Regions from separate parts of the Mus musculus genome. Here region 2 is linked to region 1. A link is a contact called in public Micro-C data. All regions are on one chromosome and are shown on one strand. The core of a region is the stretch at or near the end of the contact, and the rest is flanking DNA. Distances in the headings are between cores, read along the strand shown.

Region 1 (2,854 bases), core at 24-2,523:
ATCACAGAAAAAGGAGCTTCAGTTGAGGAAATGCCTCCATGAGATCCAGCTGTGGGGCATTTTCTCAATTAGTGATCAAGGGGGAAAGGCCCCTTGTGGGTGGGACCATCTCTGGGCTGGTAGTCTTGGGTTCTATAAGAGAGCAGGCTGAGCAAGCCAGTAAAGAACATCCTTCCATGGCCTCTGCAACAGCTCCTGCTTTCTGACCTGCTTGAGTTCCAGTCCTGACTTCCTTTGGTGATGAAGAGCAGTTTGGAAATGTAAGCTGAATAAACCCTTTCCTCCCCAACTTGCTTCTTGGTCATGATGTCTGTGCAGGAATAGAACCCCTGACTAAGACAACAGGGTAGAATAAGTAAGGAGACTAAGGGCTGCATCTTGCCCTGGATCCTTCTTGTCTTTCTGCTTCTTGGCTTCCACAAAGAAAGCAGCTTTATTCTACTACAGATCCCATATGATGTTCTGCCTAACACATCCAAAAGACCATGAAATCACAATAAGTTGTTTCACTATTTGGGTATAACAGCAACGAAAGCTAATAGAAAAGTGGAAGTCAAGACACGAGATAGATACTGTGACTGCCTAACAACAGGGTTCTAAAGCATATAGGATTCATTTAAGGAGAACTGTGGGAAACTGTGATGGTAAGAGCTACATAGACCACACATGATATAAAGAGGACTTAAAGGTAGGAGAAGGCTAACAGGAATATAGACAATGAAGCCCAGGTTCGTGAGATTTTGGATGAGAATGAAGACTGTATGACTAAAGGACATTCCATGGTATAGTGTGGCAAAAAAAAAAAACTAGCATCTTGTCTGGGCCTAAGACACTGAGAGAAGTAGAATTTAAAGGCAACGTATTAATTAATCTGATGGAAGAAATTCAGTACTCAGGCTATGAATGGTCAGTGAATAGTTCAGTCATTGTTAGCCTTTTTTTTTTTTTAAAGCAAACAAGACAGAACAAAACAGGAAGATTGGGGAAAAAATACATAGTTTGGCCAGAAAATTATGTAGTCTGGCACTTAAAATTGCTGACAATAAGGCTGCAGTTGTTAAAGAAATTAGGAGTCATTTAAAAAGCCAAATTTTTGTACCAAGAAAACAGGAAAGATTCCTTGATGATACCTTAGATATCAGTAAGACTACAACCCATGCCAGGGCCAAGTATAAACTCATTGGGAAAGATTTTTTTCTTGAGTATAGAGTGCAACCTGACACCTTGCTTGCACAAGACCATCCACAGAAGCATTTTTTATGAATCCAGTAGTATTAGGCACAAGGAGACTACTTCAACCATGGCCCAGCTCTGATTCATGCTGGCAGCAAAACCTAGGTTTTGTCCACATAATGTTTTTGCAGGCGTGCAGATTAATGTTTTAGTGGGCATGCAGATTATAAAAATTTAAGGTCACAGATGTTTCTACCCACATTTCAAAGGAAAGCCTGTAAGAAACACCAGGCAATGTGCAGAATGGTCATATTCCTTACAGGCTGTCACTGAAAGGGTGATAAATAGAGCAGATAAAATTGCCAGGATGAGAATAAAAAGAAAACAGCTGAGAGAGAAACTTGCCATGTACTAACAATTCTCAGTAGGATGTTTTTAAAAGGCAGTAAATTAATATTTGATTAGTTGAGTCAGTGAATGATAAAAAATAGTATACTGAAACAATTCCAAAGTTTATGTGTGGTTTTAGTCGCTCTGTTAATATTGCTAGCCCTTCAATTTCCCTTGTTTCACATAAGGACCAATAAAAGAACAAGGCATTTGAAGAATAGCTATAGCTCAAGTGATAATAAATACAACTACAGATACCTTAGGGTAAATTGCAATTTTACAAATAGAGATTATTCCTAACAATGTACTGCATTTTGTTGCTAGAGTTTTAAGAACAATAACTGCCTTAGTAAACAAAGATCCTTGTTGGTAGGCTAAGAAGGAAGAGAGACGTTTGAGACCTGGCTGTAGAGAAGACTGAGCAGCAGCTCTGTAGACTTGGACAGAGAGCTACTTACCGTCTTCAGAAAGCAGTTTCATGACCCTAAACTATGTGAACTATTACTTCAACAGTACCCTAGCTGTATTGTATAGAACCTAGGACTGAGTGAGTGTAAGTAAGGGTTAATATACTGAAAAGAAAAAGTTCACAGCTAAGCTGGGACTCTTTATAATAACTATAACCTGATCCATTATGCATATACAGTTCACATATATGAATGTATATATCTTCACTGAAAACTAAAAGGATTCTGCATTTTAAAATGTAATCATTTAGCCGGGCAGTGGTGGCGCACGCCTTTAATCCCAGCACTTGGGAGGCAGAGGCAGGTGAATTTCTGAGTTCGAGACCAGCCTGATCTACAGAGTGAGTTCCAGGACACCCAGGGCTACACAGAGAAACCCTGTCTCAAAAAGCAAAAAAAAAAAAAAGTAATCATTTAACCTTGATGGTGCCTGAAGTACCTATTTATAAAGATGTTCTTCTGAGGACCAACAGGATACAGGGGAGAGTTTCCTCTATGTTTAGCCCAATGGCACATTATAATAGGCCTTAAAAGACCAAAATCCTTCAGCAACTATCAGAGGATAGACTTGGATCACCTTTCTGGATAAAGAAATACTTCCAGAAATGGTTCTTCATAATAGACAAACCGCAAATAATAGTGATTTTGATAAGGTGTTGAAACAGAAAGTGAATGAGGAAGGTACCCAAGATTTACCTCTGGCCTTCATGTACATACATAAACACGCACACAGCAAATGCATGTACACACCCCATGGCGATGTTTTTGTCAACTTATTTTTAAAAACGCATTCATAAAACTCTAAGTGGAAACAAACAGAGCAT
Region 2 (2,700 bases), core at 173-2,672, 46 kb after region 1:
TCCCCTTTGACACACTTATGTTTGTTCACAAACCCAGGGTTCTCAAAAGGCTGCCATATTTGCCCTTCCAGTCTTCTAGTCTGACTTTACAAGTCAGATACATTAGCTTTTCTTGTTTTTCCTCCACAGCCATCTTTTAAATGTGACCAAATAACTGTGTTATTTCATCTGGACCCAAGATCTGGTCACACACTCAGTATTTCTTGAATTGCTTATTCCAAAAGTTAGGTATGACTAGTCCTCCTGGAACAGGCAGTTTTTAAAACCCCCTACGTAGTCCTTGTCCACACTGATGTCACTCTGTGATGCAAAGCCAAACATAAAGTCTCTGACATAAGTTTCAGGGAAACATCGATATGGATTATCATTGAAACTGTAAATTGTTCCATTACTTTAGAAACCCCAGCAAATGCATCCATACATGCATTTAACTACCTACACACACACACACACACACACACACACACACACACACACACACACATCTAGCTTTTCTTGAATCTCTGATTGAACTGATTTCCAGAAATCGTCCTGGGACAATTGAGGTGTCTACGCTTTGGTAAGCACAGTTCCTGTCCACAAAGGATAATCATACGCTCCATTTTTCCTGTAAGTAACTATAAAACAAACATTGACACCGAAACAAAAATGTAAAGCCAGAAAGCCACAAATGACTGTGCTTAACATTTTACAAAACCCCACAAACACCGATCTGTTCTTGACTACATACTCACGCTGAATCTAAACATCATGAAGGTAGGGACGATTCCAAAGCAGCATGAAAAATCTAAGTTCAGATGTTCTACATCTCAACTTTTTGGGCCCAACTACTGATTCCTAAAAGCAAGTATAATACTAGCAAGTCACAAGAGACTTTCAAGTTCAATGGAAGATAGCGTGTGTTCCTACCGCGTGCGGAAAAAAAATAAAGATGCTTATATGAGTCAATTAACCTAACATTAACAATTAGAAAAAAGAATCCCACAAATGAAATACTGAAGATTCTCCAGCCTTACCTTGAGTTTAGGAACATTTCATCTCCGCATCTATTCCACCCCTTCTCCCGTGCACTCATCCCTAGCAGATTTCAACTATAAACCCCAGGAAGATTCGAGTGCTCCGACCCACTAAGAAAAGGGAAGTCGATCGGGTAGTCTGGCCGCCCGGCTCGGCGAGCTTCAGGTGCGCGCCCACGACCTGCAAAGGGGGCCCAAACAGGCCGAGCGAAGGACCGCCCCAAGCGCCTCTCTTACCTTCGTTATCACAGCCGCGTCCTCCCGGCTGGAGAAAGGGGGGGGGGGGGGGGAATCCAAATACAAAAAGGCAGGAGGCCCCGGGCTCGCGGCCGGGTGAAAGAAGCGCGTGGTCCGCGTCGAGGTGCTCGCCCTCAGCGTCCCGAGAACAGCCGCCGCCACAGCGGCCGCGCCACGGCCGCGGGCCGCCTGCACCCCGTCATCCTGCGGGGCTGCGGCGGGGCTGGCGTGCGCGGGGAGGCGCGCGCTCGCACCTCGCGGCGAGATGAGCTAATCCCTTCACACGCGCCCCGAAAGTGCCGCGGTCCCCGCAAGCTGCGGGCCGAAGTCAAGTCTCTTTCAAGTCCCGGAGCCCCGATTTCTGACAGCTCCCGGGAGTCTTAAAAGAACAATGTCGCGTCCGCGGAGCAGGGAAGCGCGCGCGGCGTGAAGCGGCGGGTGACTCCAGGGAGGCGGCTCTGTGTGAGAGTGCAAAGGAGAGCCTCGGTCACCCTCCTCCTCCTTCTCCTCCTCCTCTCCTTCCTCCTCCTCCCTCGCCTCCACCGCCTCCTCCGTCTCCTCCTCCTCTCTCAAGCACACCCCGTCTCCGAGGCCGCAGCATAGCAACCGAACATGGCGGCTGCGCAGCCCCCGACCAGTCAGAGCCCCGGAACGGCGGCCTCGGCAACAGGAGGCGGTCTCGCGAGAGGTGAAGCCACGCCCTCTGCTCCGCCTCCTTCCCGCCTCCTACCCGGTTTCGGAGCGCGGGCGCCTGCCTAGAAGCACTGGTACTCACAGGTGCGAGAGAGACGGGATTTAGCGGGTTGGGAGGGGAGGGCGTGGCTCTGTGTCCACACCCCATCGCCAGGCAGCGATTGGTTCCTTGACTGTCAGTTCTGCCCCTCCTCCCTCTTCTAAGATGTACTTACTGACGGACTCTAGGGACACAAAAGAGGGGCAATAGCACAGAGTGGGGAAACTCGACCTCCTGGCATCAGGTTGTCCCAACTAAGTGCTAATAGAGGGTATAGGCTTTGAAGTGCAGTTTTCAATCAGTTCTCCTAAACATAAGGCCCTTGAAAACAAAGCCTAAGCAAAAGACGTTTCATGGATAAAACAAAGGATAGGTGCTTTCTGTGTGCAAGGAACACTGCTTTTTAAATCAAAGTCGTTCAATCATTTTAAGAATGAGGGTTGGTATTATCATGCCATGACCTTGAGGAGGGTATACCCTTAATATTTTCTGGGTAATACAAACTTGATGATGATAGAACATTCCTATAGAATAGGTGACCTCAACTAGGATCAAATGAAGGAAGGGTAAGTTGGGAGGACCCTCACATTTCCTCTTTGCTTGTTTTTCGTTTTTGTTTGTTTGTTTGTTTGTTTTACATTTCTTTATTTTGTATACACCTAAAATATGTGTGTCCATCTGTCTGTGTGTCTGTCTGTCTATCAGAGGACAAGG

What was found. Hi-C and Micro-C count contacts between places; a contact is called where the count stands out from the background.
Region 2: a Micro-C map of muscle stem cells shows a contact between it and region 1, with 5 times the contacts expected there. The contact joins the promoter of Ptpn4 here to the enhancer-like site in region 1. A contact is called at or near these places in 1 of 39 promoter capture datasets (macrophages), 3 of 484 Hi-C or Micro-C datasets (erythroid progenitors, muscle stem cells and stem cell-derived germline stem cell-like cells), 5 of 115 datasets of contacts at active chromatin or transcription factors (CD8 T cells, the SCID.adh cell line, cardiomyocytes and 1 more) and 2 of 9 other capture datasets (adipose tissue and pancreatic islet).

What each region holds. Positions count from the first base shown.
Region 1 is chr1:119,789,563-119,792,416 of GRCm38.p6, forward strand. The region is part of intron 2 of Ptpn4 (protein tyrosine phosphatase, non-receptor type 4); the gene reads right to left. Among named protein-coding and RNA genes, the nearest start is that of Ptpn4, 46 kb to the right of the region's middle. Within about 2 kb of position 1,274, at least 10 of the 459 cell types and tissues checked have an H3K27ac peak or open chromatin away from gene starts, as enhancers often do. A contact at or near this core is called in muscle stem cells, where this site is marked.
Region 2 is chr1:119,835,649-119,838,348 of GRCm38.p6, forward strand. Ptpn4 (protein tyrosine phosphatase, non-receptor type 4) reads right to left here and starts at 1,423. Exons shown (of 27, transcript NM_019933.2): 1 at 1,254-1,423.